Regions from separate parts of the Mus musculus genome. Here regions 2 and 3 are each linked to region 1. The links are chromatin contacts, called in public Hi-C and HiChIP or PLAC-seq maps. All regions are on one chromosome and are shown on one strand. Each heading gives the region's core, a stretch centred on a gene start, on an enhancer-like site or on the middle of the called end of the contact. The rest is flanking DNA. Distances are from core to core; before and after follow the strand shown.

Region 1 (4,964 bases), core at 184-2,683:
TTTCTTTCTTTTTCTTGCTTTTTTTTTCTTCCTTTTTTTGGGAAGATAAAATTGTTTTTTAAGTATCTCACCTGCCACTTTCTCAACCTTCTTGAACATATGTATGTAAACACTAAAAAAGATGGCTATCTTACTACTGAGACTTTACTAGCAATACTAAAATAAAAATATTTTTATTAAAAACAAAAACAAAACCAGTCATGGTGGCACATACCTGTGGATCTCAGATGGGAAGATTAGGAGTGAGACCAACCTTGGCTACCTAACAAGACAATGTTGACGGACTCAGCCAGTAAAGACACTTACCACCAAGCCTGACATCCTGAGTTCAATCCCCAGGACCCACATGACAACTCCTGCAAGTTCTCTTTTGACCTCTACATGAGGCCCATGCATACACACACACACAAACACACACACACACACACACACACACACACACACAATGTAATAAAAGAAACTGAAAATAAAAGAAAAGAGAGAGAGAAAGAACAAGCAACAAAACTGGCTCTGATCCCAGCACTTGGGAGGCACTGGCAGGTGGATCCAGCCTGATCTACAGAGTGAGTTCCAGCACAGCTAAGACGACACAGAGAAACCCTGTCTCAAAAACACAAAAACAAAAGCAAACTAAGAAAATGAGCCTCACAGCGTAAGCACTGAGACTATTACAATTAAACACAACTGCCTAATCTGTGGGGATCAACTGAAGTAACTTCCGAATCTTGTGAGCTGCACCATGCAGTGCTAGCAAACTTCAGGTCTCTTCCCACAGCAGTGACTGAAGGGGGGTGGGGGAGGGCCCTCTTCATTCTCACAAGGATCCCATCTTCCCCTCAACCCATCTCTCAGCAGCAATTCCTGTTTACCGGATCCCTTTTCTTCCTGTTCAATGACTCCACCCCTATTCTGACAAAAAAACAAAAACCTGAGGGAATCTACTTTTAGCACACACACACATTCACTGAGATATTTCTGTTCAAACAACAGGATGCCGAGTTGTTTACAGCTGGCAGAAACCTTAGGCTTTGTTCACTGCCCACTTGATGACACCTAACCTCCTACGTCTCATACACTAACAGAAAGGGACAGAACACTACTGAGCTCAATGTCCTTGCGATTTAAGGATTAAAAGTGGAAGTGTCCCACCAATGCAGTTCAGAGGGGGAGGTCTTAACTAGGGGAAGTGTCCCGGGTTGGGTCTATGGCACAGAGTGCTAATGGTGTAGGAAATGATGCTCAAAATTCTCTAGAATCTTCTCTTGTCTTCTACCTTTAAACATGTGTTTTCTACTCTATAGAATGCACTTCGCCAAACTGTTGCAGAGTTATCTGAAATAAGACTGAACAAAGCCCAGAGACGGGGCAACAGCTCACTTCACCGTTTCTCTGTGCCGTTCAGCTGCACTCTGAGGTGTTCATTCTTCTGCATCAGCACACTGCACGCCCACACTACAGCAGGAACCCTGCAAGCACGGTTGGTCCTGTGCTTCAGCCTCCCTGTACCATGCAATGATCTCGGTTCCTAGCACACAGGTATGTTTCACAAGCACTTAGCATGTGGCAGGGGTTAGGGGGCCTCAGGTGTACAAATGTGTACGTCCTAGAACTCTGTCATTGAGACTTAAAGCTGCCGCCTGACCAGATGTATCAAGCAGCTTCAGACTCTTTCATGAAACCTTTTCAATATCCTGCCCTATTTATTTTGTTTATATTTTGGAAATAAAACTTTGTGACAATTAAACGGGTAGGTGTATCCTTTCAATGCATAAGGACCAACTGTAATGTAGGACCGCATGGCCCGTACACTCACCCTGCTATCTGTAATTCAGTGGTCTCAGACAACTTGATATGCCCATGGGGTACCACATGGATATAGAAATTCTGCTCCTTCACAGAGGTCCATTTCCTAACACTGTCAGCTGACTCACAATGCTTATGGACAAAGCAGAAGCCCCATTACTCAGAGATTACACCGGGTGTGATGGTTTGTAAATGCTCTGCCCGGGGAGTGGCACTATTAGAAGGTATGGCCCTGTTGAAGAAGGTGTGGCCTTGTTAGAGTAGGTGTGTCACTGTGGGTGTGGGCTTTAAGAACTTCATTCTACCTCCCTGGAAGCCAGTCTTCCACTAGCAGCCTTCAGATGACGCTGTAGAACTTTCAGCTCTGCCTGTGCCATGCCTGCCTGGATGCTGCCATGCTCCCACCTTGATGACAATGGAGTGAACCTCTGAACCTGTAAGCCAGCCCTAACTAAATATTGTCCTTATGAGAGTTGCCTTGGTCATGGTGTGTGTTCACAGCAGTAAAACCCTAAGACACCAGGAGTCTGACCAGGCGTGCCGCCTTTGCTCCCTCCTCCACACACCTGCCTGCCTTTCAAATGCTGAGAGATAAAACCGTATTCAATGTGGCAGGGCAAAACTATGGCCAAACTAGACATACAGCACACACAACTTTAGCTTGGGACACTCAACTATGAAGTCCCCCTTGCTACTCTCTATGAAGAGTGGAACACTTCAAACCGCTTACAACGGCAGAGGCTGTGATCCCAGAACTTGGGAGGTGGCAGCAAGATCGGAGGTTCAAGGTTATCCTCAGCAACACACCAGGCCGGGATAAGCCACGGAAATTCTGGTCTCAAAAGTAAAAAAAAAAAAAAAAAAAAAAAAGAGGAAATACTGTGTATGGCTGGTTTCTTGTGTTTTAACATATGTGTGTCCAATTTACATCTTTGCTTGTGTGTAGAGGGTGAGCCCACCTCTACCCATCCTAGATGAGATTGGGTTCTCATTCCAGCAGGGTATTGACTGAGTTGAAAGTGATAAACCGCTAAGAATAAACGTCTTCTGGTCAAGCATCTCTCCAGGAGTAAAGGGAGGAGAAACCATAACCAGGATGTACTATGTGAGGAATAAAAAAAATCTACTTCCAACAAGAGTTGGAAAAAAGTATGTCCTCGGAGAAAACTTATAGTTAATATAACAAGCCACATTCTGTGATAAAATTAAACTATAGTTATCGGGATTATACTAATTAGTAATTCAGTGTGTGTGAAGGCCAATTACAACATGAAAATGCTATGCAAACTAATAACAGTTGAATCTGTATGCGCGTACATCTACCCTACTTCAGAACCTGAGACTCCAGCACACTGGCTGAATGCTAATAACAAATGAACAATTTCGTGAGCATTTCGGAAATTCAGAGGGCCTGCCCAGGTCATAAATGCATTTTCACTAACTCACTTCCGTTTCCTAGAAGAACACCTAAAATATGAACCCCCCCCCAAAATTTGCCACTTGTTCACTTTCACACACAGGGAATGCTAAAGAACCCCAACAGTTAAAACTGCTACCATGGTATTTATAATTCCCATTTCTTTAAAGCCCGGACTGGACAACCATATGTGAAGTGACATTCTCAGGTAAGAACCTGAGGAGGAATCTGAGGTCATGACAGCCGTCCAGTGGGGTCATTGTTCTTTTTGAAAGACACAGGAAAATCTGTTCCCATACTTTCTCCCTCCATGCACCTGCAAGCAAAGGAAAGAGCATGTGCCCACACAGAACGAAGCAGTCCACACACCAGGCCAAAGGCCCTCTCCACAACATGGACTGGCCAGATTCCTGCATGAGGGTCCAGTATCCAAAAAGCCTAGAAGAAAATAATTTCTGTTGTCTAAGCCAACCAATTTATGGCATTTTTGTAATGATAAGCCAAGCAGACCAACACAGTATATCTCTTAAACCAACAGAAGTCCTGAAACAGCATTAAATAATACATTCAACGAGATTTCCAGGTGCACTGAACACAGCTAAATAGCTGCTACCAAAACCCTCACTATTCTAAATTATGAACAACCTGAGGTGCATGTAAATTTTTTCTCTCACAGCCCAAACACTGGAAACCAAGAGCTCGCAAGGACAAGCAATCCTGGATTAAAACCAGCCTCTTAAGACCCCAGCTTTACTAAACTGGTTTACCATAATCGTTCCACCTGATCTGGGAAGGCCTCTCTCCAGTGTATGGCAAACCTGTCAGTCCACCAAGTCTGTCTTTCTTAAGACATCTTTCTCTCACACCCAAATCTAGTATCCTTGTCTGTGCTGCCTCCATTACATATCCCACCAGTGACCTTCCAGCTTGTCCTACTTGCTGTCACAAGGGCAACTATATCAGCACGTTTGACGGTTTGTATGTCCTTGGCCCAGGGAGTAGCACTATTAGGATGTGTGGCCTTGTTGGAGCAGGTGTGTATTAAAGGGTGTAGGCTTTAATACCTTCATCCTTGCTGCCTGGAAACCAGTCTTTTCCCAGCAGCCTTGAGATGAAGATGTAGAACTCTCAGCTCCTCCTGCACCTTGCTTGCCTGGACGCTGCCATGCTCTCACCTTGATGATATGGACTGAACCACTGAACCTGTAAGCCAGCCCCGATTAAATGTTGTCCTTTATAAGAACTGCCTTGGTCATGGTGTCTGTTCAGGCATTTAAACCCTAACTAAGACAGCACATAAGTGTCCCTACTGCAGCCCTTTCCTACTGATGTCTTCTCACTTAGCAGTTCACCAAGATCCTGCCAACGGTTCTACCAACAAAGTCCGTAAGAGTAAAACTCTTCATAATCAGACCTCCTACTAGCAGCAATGTCACTGTCTCCCATCTGCCACACACTGCCTAGCCCCAAAGCATCCATTCTTCATCAGGCAAGAGGCCACCTGACATCCCCACCCCAGGCTCTGTGCCCTCTGTCCATAAGGCTCCCTTGGCACTCAATACTCATCCAAAGACCACTCGGTACCATGCACTGTCTCCACAGCGCTTAGCATCTGTCAGGCTACTACTCATCTCATGCAGATGTGGTTGCCTCACTACAACAGGCAGGTGCTACAACCGGCAGGCCTCCTGATAGTCACATCTGTATCCTCAGCAGCTACAAAACATGGCACAAAGGAAACCCC
Region 2 (4,970 bases), core at 51-2,550, 290 kb before region 1:
TCCTCCATCTAATTGGCCTGTGGAATGTCTCTGGGCATTTTCTTGATTTCTAATTGATGTAGGAGGGCCCAGGCCACTGTGGTCCTTAGATAGGTGGGTGTGAATTGTATTAGAAAGGGAGATGATCACGCCAGTACACCCATCTCTGCTTCAGTTCCTGCCTCCAGGTTCTTCCCTTGAGTCTCTCTCTGCCTTGCATTCTCTGGACGATGGTTTGGTGAAACAAGCCCACTCCTTCCCAAGTTGCTTTCGGACATGGTGTTTATCACAGCAACAGAGACATGGATAGCAAGCTACCATCTGGGGGCAGAAGCTGAAATATTATCACCAGGGAAGGGGAGTGGATGCCATTTAAGATACTAATGAGAGTATCTGGCTCAGAGATAGAGGCGGTATAGATGCATTGTATACCATGCCCCTAGTGAAGACATGAGAGCAAGGAACACCCAAATATTCACCATAAAGTGACACGCTGCAGAAGACAGCCACCACCCTGGGTCGTGGGAACCGCTGCTGAGATTCCCAAGAGATGTCATGAGAAGAGCCTCTGTGGACCCAAGAAGTGAATCGTGAGAAAAAAAAAAAAAAAAAAAAAAAAAAGTCGGTTTTCAGTTTAACCCAAACCGGAGGAAACCAGGGTGAGTTCAGATCTTTCCTCTCTCCCTCTCCTGACCACATCCTTTTGCTCTAGCCAGAAAAGTCTCATAAAATTGATCTGAATTAGAGTTCCCACTACTTATGAGGCTAAGCATTTTAACAGCTGACCAGAAGAAAAAAAAAAAAAAACACATTGCCTGTGTGTGAGAGAACAAGTAAGAACTTTGTCTTAGATTTCATTCTGTGGGTAAACTGCTTCCGCTGAGAAAAACCCCAACTGTGGAGAACAAAGCTAAGTTTAACTTTCTAGGGAAACATGCGAGAAAACTGTAAGGACAATGAAGAAACAGCATTTTGAACATGAGCGAGCAACAGATAAAATTCTTTTTCTACACAATAAACGCTACAATGTCGATTCGAAACTTACTGAGGAAAAAGGAACACTACTTGATGGTTAATACTTGGAAAGTGCCAAGAATAAAATAGTGACAAAGCAATGCCCTCGGGTACCGTGCGAGTAGAAAGAGAAACCCACAGTGACATTCCCTTCACATCACGGGGTTGTGTTTTATTTTGTCCTGACACTCGTTTTACTGTATCTGAGACAGAAAGTTAGGCCTCACACATGCATACTCTATCAAAGAGCTATGCCCTAAGGCCTGTCCCATCATGCTTTGCTGGGTTTGCCCCGCACCGCACCGCACCGCACCGCACTGCATCACCCTGCCTTGCTTCTGATTCAAGATTTCACCATGTAGCCTAGACTGACCTGGAACTCCTACTCTCTTGCCTCAGTCTCCCACGTGCCAGGCCTACTCGCATGTGTCACCATGCTCAACAGCTCTCAGCACCGCGCAGTTCCCATCTCCTGACCCTGTTCCTCCTGTGACACAGGAGAGGCTTCAGACATGAGATAACAGAAAGATCTGATGGCATTTAACTTTCTTTTTTTTTTTTTTTTTTTTTTTTTTTTTTGTAATGACTGTAGTAATCAGTTTATTACACAGATGAATCATTCGTGAACGTACAAGCTCCAGAGGAGCAACAGGGTCTTAAATATACACACAGATTTCCATCAAATACATCTCCACCCTTACATCGAAATAGGCCTAAAGCAGTTAAAAACATAAGAAAAATAAGAGCTATTAGCTATGTATTAACTGAGAAACCACATACAAACCAAAGATTATGGAAAGGGGCTAAAAGGAGGAAGGCTGAAAGGGCAGGGAGATGTGAAGTGTTGGGAACAAAGCCCACCACACTTTATGTACTAACAGCTCCAGTCCATTTAAATGTTGATCCGTTAACCTTAGACCTTAAAGCACAGCATGTAGTTTAATCTGTTTGGTCATAACTTTCACCTAAGTTGTAGGTCCTTCAGGATGAAATGAATATAGAAACAGCTTCACGTTCTTCACCTTGCTTTTTATGACTGTTTGAGATTGGATGGACTCCACTTAAGGACAATCTCCTATGGGTCACTGGAGCTTTTCCTCCCATCCAAGCACACACTGTGTACCTACTACCCCTCACATCTTGCCATTATCCAAAGTTAAGTCAATAAGGAAAGCTTTTAGTCTCACACCTAGGTTATGCCCGGAGAACTGGCTTCTCACACACACACTTCTCTGCTAGGAGGCAATGTTGGTACAGAAGTACAGTATTTCTAGTTTGTTGTTCCAAGTATGTACAACACGCAGCACTGCTGTGTCAGGTAAACATGTGCACAGGGGAAGATGAGGCGTGGGCTCATAGAAAGCAGTCAAATGGAAATCAAAAGTACTTTCTCTCTCTCAGAGTTCCCCTAGCTTTATTTGTAGAGGTTATCCAATAATTTCTTTAATTACATCGCATACTTCTGAGTCCATTCCCGAGCTATTCTGTTGTACTTTTCTCTATCTGTTTTGTAGATCCGAGCAATCTCAGGCACTAAAGGATCATCTGGATTGGGATCACACAACAGAGAACAGATGGACAAAAGTACTTTTGAAATAGTTAGTGCTGGAGACCACTGTGACCGTAGAATATCAAGACAAATGCTGCCATTACTGTTAATATTTGGGTGATAAATTCTTGTTGTAAATGCAACCTTAGGCGGTTTGAAGGGGTAATCTGTTGGGAAATGAATTGTCAAGAAAAATACTCCACCCTGATAGGGGCTGTCATTTGGCCCCATTATTGTAGCCTGCCAATGAAACATATCATCTCCAACAGGACCTGCTGAACACTGTGCTGGGGGATCTCGAGCCAGGTCATTCAATTCCTTGTGGATTCTCTTCAGAGCCATGGTGGGAAACGGTGGCGACGGCCCCCGGGGCGGGAACGGGGACGGGGGAGGGACGGGGAAGGGGCGAGGGGGCCTGAGGCCGCCCGAGCGGTCGCGAGTCGACCGGAGAAGACCGGGAGCTCCCGGGAGCGCGGATCAGACGAGCTGAGGGCCGAGGCCCCACTCAGCTTCTGGGCCTGCCGCAGCGGTCACCGCATCACCCGGCGGCGGCCCCTTTATGCGCTGCTGCCACAGCCGCCGCCGCCGCCGTAGCTGCCTCTTCCTCGTACGCTCAGCGCCGCCTGGGAGGAAGAGCCCCCAAGCTCCGGGCTCGCCCAGCGCCTTACGGTGGCGGAGCCGGGGGGAGCCTGCTCTCCTGCCTGGTGCAGGTGGACTAAGGGACGCGCGGGCGGGCGGCGCCGCCCGGGTGGGGCCGCCTTAACTTTCTATATATGCTTTAAGTCGAGTCTGGTAAAACTGTCTTGAACTCTACAGTCACTTTCAAGGAATGCAGCTGAGACCTTCAGAAATAACAGTCAACAGGAAAATGAAATGGAGGTCCCAGCTCAGAGAAATCACTTTCCATGTAGCTCTCAGCCTAGTCCCAGCACAGCATCAAGCCAAGATTAGCTGAAGAAATACCATGGTGACAAAAGGGGTTCCCTCTTCAGTTTCTTTTTATTGTGAAGTTTTTCTACGTTATATTTTAATTAGCATAAAATGTAAATGGCTCTGTTGTGACATTTTTATACTTACTTTGTATTTATCGATAAGCCTTTTTTGGACGAAGCTCTCCCATGCTCCTTCACTCTCCTGCTAACCAACAACCCATCAAGTAGCCCCCTTTCTCTGTAAATGTCATATAAACCATCTATCTTTCAGACTTCGTCTTCCATGGTCCCTTTTCTAGGAATATACACACACAAACACACGAAAGCAGGTGGTATTTGCTTTTTTTGAGTCTAGTTACTTCACTAGATATAATTTATACAGCTCTACACATTTTCCTGAAACTTCATTTTTTTAAAAGAAATAAACAATAGGTCCCTTCCGGTCTTCGCCAGCACTGGGTCACCTTAGGCACAGAGTCAGCAGATACCCACAAGGTCCCGAGAGGACTCTCCATGAGATCTTAGGACCACCGGTGAGTGGAAAACAATTTCTATTCCATTCCAATAACACAGGACCAGCATTAGGGAAGCAGAAAACCCAGCCTGACCAGGGTCACAAGTCCCTTCTGGTCGGCGCCAGCACTGGGTCACCTGGGTGAGGAATCGGAAGACACCCCCAATGTCACTAGAGAACAGCTTCTGAGTCAGACCCCGTTTCGGGCTCCAGACATCCAGGCACCATCCCTGCCAGAGGAAAGCCATCTTGGTTCCCGGATCCCTCTGAGACTAGTCTGAGCGGGTGAGAGTGTAGACTACAGAAGCTAACAGCTTCTGGGACAGGACTTGTTTCAGGCCTTCATCTTCTGCCAGGAGGCAGGACCAAATGCCAGATATTTGGCACCTTCTCTGCAAGAGGAGAGCTTGCCTGCAGAAAGTGCTCAGACCACTGAAACTCAGGAGAGAGCTACTCTCCCAGTTCTGCTGATAGAGGATAACAGAATCACGGGAGGAACAAGCTCTAACTAGAGACAACTATAACAACTAACTCCAAAGATTACCAGATGGTGAAAGGCAAATGTAAGAATCTTACTAACAGAAACCAAGACCACTCACCATCATCAGAACACAGCACTCCCACCTTACCCAGTCCTGGGCACCCCAACACACCTGAAAACCTAAACCCGGATTTAAAAGTATATCTCATGATGATGGTAGAGGACATCAAGAAGGACTTTAATAACTCACTTAAAGAAATACAGGAGAACACTGCTAAAGAGTTACACGCCCTTAAAGAAAAACAGGAAAACACAACAAAACAGGTAGAAGTCCTTAAAGAAAAACAGGAAAACACATCCAAACAGGTGATGGAAATGAACAAAACCACACTAGACCTAAAAAGGGAAGTAGACACAATAAAGAAAACCAAAAGTGAGACAACACTGGAGATAGAAACCCTAGGAAAGAAATCTGGAACCATAGATGCGAGCATCAGCAAT
Region 3 (4,528 bases), core at 244-2,743, 290 kb after region 1:
TGAAGAGAGCCTATGAGAGGCTATTGTTGAAGCCAAGTTACAGTGGAAGACAGTAGCATTTTGGAGATGCCAGTATCATGAGATGATCACCAATAACAGCAGCAGCAGTGCAGTACAGGCAGCTGAAGCCTAGAAAACAATGTGCGTGCTACAAAGGGCATGGCTGGAGAAGTGACCCAAGCCCTTGGAGGAGCCCAGAAGATCGTGAGTTGGATCCCAGACATCGGACGGTTGGAGATTGATTTTTGCTTTTGATTATGACTGTGCCCTGATATTTTCCCTCTTGAAGGAAGAAAATATTTTAGTGGAGCCCACAGTTAAGAGACTTTTAATTTTAAAAAGACTTTGGATTTTAAGAATATGTAAAGACTGTGGGGCTTTTACAGTTGTTTAGATCTTGGGGATGAATAAGAATGTAAGGGTTGAGGCTTACTAGTGATGTGTTTGTGTGTCAAATTGACAAGGGGTCAATCATACTGGCTAGTTTTGTGTCAACTTGACACAACTGGGGTTATCACAGAGAAAGGAGCTTCAGTTGAGGAAATGCCTCCATGAGATCCAACTGTAAGGCATTTTCTCAATTAGTGATCAATAGGGAAAGGCCCCTTGTGGGCAGTGCCATCTCTGGGCTGGTAGTCTTGGTTCTATAAGAGAGCAGGCTGAGCAAGCCAGGGGAAGCAAGCCAGTAAAGAACATCCCTCCATGGCCTCTGCATCAGCTCCTGCTTCCTGACCTGCTTGAGTACCAGTCCTGACTTCCTTGGTGATGAACAGCAGTATGGAAGTGTAAGCTGAATAAACCCTTTCCTCCCCAACTTGCTTCTTGGTCATGATGTTTGTGCAGGAATAGAAACCCTGACTAAGACACTATGTAGACCAGGTAGGTTACATAAGACCCTGTCTCAAAACCAACTGAACAAGTAACTAAATTTAAACACACACACACACATTAATAAAATAAGTATCTGTTAAAAGATGACTCTCTCTTGTCTTCTTTCTATTTTAGATTGATGGGTAACAACCATGATTTATATCAAAACAAAATTAAAACTAAGCCAGGCAGTGGTGGCGCACACCTTTAATCCCAGCACTCGGGAGGCAGAGGCAGGCGGACTTCTGAGTTTGAGGCTAGCCTGGTCTACAGAGTGAGTTCCAGGACAGCAAGGGCTCCACAGAGAGACCCTGTCTCGAAAAAAACAAAAAACTAAATTAAATTAAATTTAAATTAAAAGCTTCCTATGTAACAAATGCATGACTAATTAAGAAAGACTCAACATTCTTTAGGTTCTAGTAGAAAAAAAAAGCTACATCTGCTGCTTACGAATATGTAGAAATCAATTTATGAGAAGGGAAAGCAAGGAAAAGGATGTTGAACTGTGACTCAGCAGACACATCTGAGTAAGTGCCTCATGGTGCCTGAGTACCGGGAACCCAGGAGGCATCTGAGCATGCAGAGGGGAGGGGCCAGCTCATGGGGCCCTGCTGGTCACACCGGGGACAGAAGGCTGGGCAAGAAGACAGGCACACCTCGTTCTGGCCCCAGTTACTCACTGTCCACGCGACTCAGGAGACTACTCAAACATCCCTAGTCTTAGTCTGCTCAGCTCTGACTCTATCCAGCTCTAAGGGCTTTGAAATACTGCATGTGAGCAGCTGAGAAACCCTCTGAAAACTTCTGGGGCTGCAGACTAATGGGATGTGCTGTCTGTCTGTCTGCACAAGGCCCAGAGTACACACCGTTTGTGTGCTGACAGCTCAGAGAGGACGGCCTGAGATTCACACAACACGAAGGCGACAACACCTGGCAGATGATCTTACTAAAATCAGTCACCTCCTCACTTCAATTCCAACCTCACAAAATGCAGCCGGTTCTCTGGAATCTCCAAGAAATTGCACAATCTAAAATAGATTCTGCAAAGTCCACAGAGAACAGTAAACTGCAGAATAAATTAATACAAGGTAGAGAATTATAACTATGAAATAATTAGCTTCCAAATCGTCTCTTCCACTGACAAAGGCCCCTTAGACCACAATTTTAACACCTGTAACTACACCAAATCTTCTGTCTAAAACATCTTCCAAGTAACTTTCCAAGCCAGACCTTGTAACCTCACTAGGAAGAAACCAAGATCGTTCACTTGGTTAGAATTTCCCACAATGGCCCTGTCCTGAAAAAAATGCTCCAACATCCTCCTCAGGAAGACAGAATGGACTTGGAAAGATCTGCTTCTTAGAGCTCAGAACTGCCTAGCTATAACTGGGCCTCAACTCTTCCTCCACAGCATGTGGCATGTGTACCTTAGAAGTCAGTCTCAGTCTTCTCTTGTCCAGGGTCTTACTTTTGCAAGGACATTTGGACTGTGCAGGACTGTCATAAAGGCAGGTGTGAGGTGGTGTCCACTGACAGCAAGCCTTGGATGTCACCTCCTCCACCAGCATTAGTGCTCCAGCTGCCACTGTTAAGCATCACTCTCTTCCCATCTCACCCCACGGCGATGTCATGATGTCCTTTCTGAATTCCGGAGCTAGGTAACAGATTTCTCGAGAACATGGACCACATCTGAAATCGACTGATTAGTCTTTAAACCAGACTGGCCTCAACAATCCTCCCACTTCAGCCTCTGAAGTCCAGGGACTACAGCATGTCACCATACCTCAGTGGTTTAGAGGTCATCTCCACTCAGATTAGACACATTTGGAGTAGCCCCAGCTGTGTGTTGCCATTGTACTGAGCTGGGAGGCACAGATTCCAAGCCACAATGATGGCAAGTGATTTGCCGCTTTCCACTTCCAGCTTCCGTCACCAAGACCAGAGAGAAATGAAAAGGAGGTCCAATGCCTGGTGAGTAGCGGATGTTGATGGCTGAAACGCAGGGTCCAAAGTTACCAGTGACTTGGGAGGAAGCTGCCTGTCTCTCCAACCCCTACGCAAACAGAACTGAGAGGAATCGGTACCCCTATTTGCTGGATCTTCTTATTCACCAGACTTACATGCCATAATAACGAAAATCACATGACAAGGGAACTGAAAAATTTAGCCGTGAGATGGATGATAAACCTATACAGTGAACATTGTGTGTACAGGGATGGGCTATCACCCCAGAGGGTTACAAACACACTGCAGAGAACAGGTGAACCGACAAGGATCACACTGTCAGTACTTAATAGGAGTGTGAGTTTTCTGTTGGTTTGTTAACTCTAGCTCCCTGAAAGTACGCCATGTCTCACTTCACAGTCTCGTGCTAGACTCTAGCACAGTTCCTGAAATATAGAAGGCAGTTGTAAATATTCTTAGCAAGCCGGGCATGGTGGCGCACGCCTTTAATCCCAGCACTTGGGAGGCAGAGGCAGGCGGATTTCTGAGTTCGAGGCCAGCCTGGTCTACAGAGTGAGTTCCAGGACAGCCAGGGCTATACAGAGAAACCCTGTCTCGAAAAACCAAAAAAAAAAAAAAAAAAAAAAAAAAAAAATATTCTTAGCAAGTACTATACCCACACTTAACTCTGCCTCCTCTCGGGGAAGGACGTTTCTAGACGAAGAAGAAGAATGTATAACTCCTCTCTGGCTCTCATCGAAAAGGACAATGCTCTGTCCAGGCTCCCAACACCACCACCTTTTACCTATGTTCAAAGCTTCTGTGTATGGCATGAACTGCAGCGAATGTAGGGGAATGAACTGCTGAGCAAGGGGGCACTACTCTGCGTAAGCTTATGGGGGAAAACAGAAATTTTCCAGTATTTTCAACAGCAGTTGATTTTAAGTAAGTAATCTCTGTATTACAAGTATGCCAACATACAAACTGTTGGGGGGTAAGGGGGGGGGAACCTGACACCCTGAGTTCCATCCCCAGGACCCATGTGGCAGAAATAGAGAACCAATTTCCACAAGCTATCCTTTGACTTACACACACACCGTACAAAATAAAATTTAAGTGACAATAACAAAAATGAAAAACACTAAAAAATAAAAATAAGATTTCAGAGGGAACTTGAAGCAATGCTTAAAACAACAACCACCACACCTCATTCACTCCTGGCTTCTTTCTCCACCTTCCCTGACCCCAAACCCATTCCCTCTTTCAGAATACTTAAAACAAATTCTAATTATGGTTTAGCTATAGAGAATCACATAGAGAGCCAGGCCTGGTGGCAGATGCCAACCATCTCAGCATTCAAAGAGGCAGGAGGGTGAGGACGACAAGGGCAGCTTGGACTAGAGACTCTCAAAATCCAAGCGAAAAGTGAAGGAAAATGTAAAATGAAGGTCTCTATTGAACAGAGAGACCAAACTGTTTAGCAATTCTTTGCTGAGCGCTTCTGCAAGGCCTCCAGTGTCTTCATCTTGGTGTGCAGTCAGCTCCCATCACACCCCTTGATAGAATAAGGAGGAATGAACCTTCTCAAACTGAACTCCCGCAGGGCAGTGCATTCCAGCTCCCAGACCTGGAATAGGACTCGTCAGTCTGTGATCTTGAATGACTGCAGACGCTAGAGCAACAGGCCATAGGCACCACAATGTCTTCTCCACAG

Evidence for each region. A called contact is a pair of places that touch in the nucleus more often than the background predicts. HiChIP or PLAC-seq counts read pairs in DNA pulled down with a chosen protein or histone mark.
Region 2: a Hi-C map of regulatory T cells shows a contact between it and region 1, with 5 times the contacts expected there. The contact joins two enhancer-like sites. A contact is called at or near these places in 1 of 15 datasets of contacts at CTCF or cohesin (the NIH/3T3 cell line), 1 of 484 Hi-C or Micro-C datasets (regulatory T cells), 3 of 115 datasets of contacts at active chromatin or transcription factors (bone marrow-derived dendritic cells, embryonic hindbrain and microglia) and 1 of 9 other capture datasets (embryonic stem cells).
Region 3: a contact with region 1 is called in an H3K4me3 HiChIP or PLAC-seq map of bone marrow-derived macrophages, with 4 times the contacts expected there. The contact joins two enhancer-like sites. A contact is called at or near these places in 2 of 39 promoter capture datasets (cranial neural crest and frontonasal cranial neural crest), 1 of 484 Hi-C or Micro-C datasets (spermatogonial stem cells), 6 of 115 datasets of contacts at active chromatin or transcription factors (bone marrow-derived dendritic cells, bone marrow-derived macrophages, embryonic stem cells and 2 more) and 2 of 9 other capture datasets (adipose tissue and liver).

What each region holds. Positions count from the first base shown.
Region 1 is chr3:79,252,173-79,257,136 of GRCm38.p6, forward strand. It overlaps 4921511C10Rik (RIKEN cDNA 4921511C10 gene), which reads left to right. Exons shown (of 3, transcript NR_045502.1): 3 at 1,302-1,741. It also overlaps a transcript of Rapgef2 not described here. Among named protein-coding and RNA genes, the nearest start is that of 6430573P05Rik, 32 kb to the right of the region's middle. Within about 2 kb of position 1,434, at least 101 of the 459 cell types and tissues checked have an H3K27ac peak or open chromatin away from gene starts, as enhancers often do. A contact at or near this core is called in bone marrow-derived macrophages and regulatory T cells, where this site is marked.
Region 2 is chr3:78,963,916-78,968,885 of GRCm38.p6, forward strand. It overlaps the pseudogene Gm9762. Among named protein-coding and RNA genes, the nearest start is that of Gm23440, 14 kb to the right of the region's middle. Within about 2 kb of position 1,301, at least 40 of the 459 cell types and tissues checked have an H3K27ac peak or open chromatin away from gene starts, as enhancers often do. A contact at or near this core is called in regulatory T cells, where this site is marked.
Region 3 is chr3:79,541,303-79,545,830 of GRCm38.p6, forward strand. The region is part of intron 1 of Fnip2 (folliculin interacting protein 2); the gene reads right to left. Among named protein-coding and RNA genes, the nearest start is that of Fnip2, 24 kb to the right of the region's middle. Within about 2 kb of position 1,494, at least 134 of the 459 cell types and tissues checked have an H3K27ac peak or open chromatin away from gene starts, as enhancers often do. A contact at or near this core is called in bone marrow-derived macrophages, where this site is marked.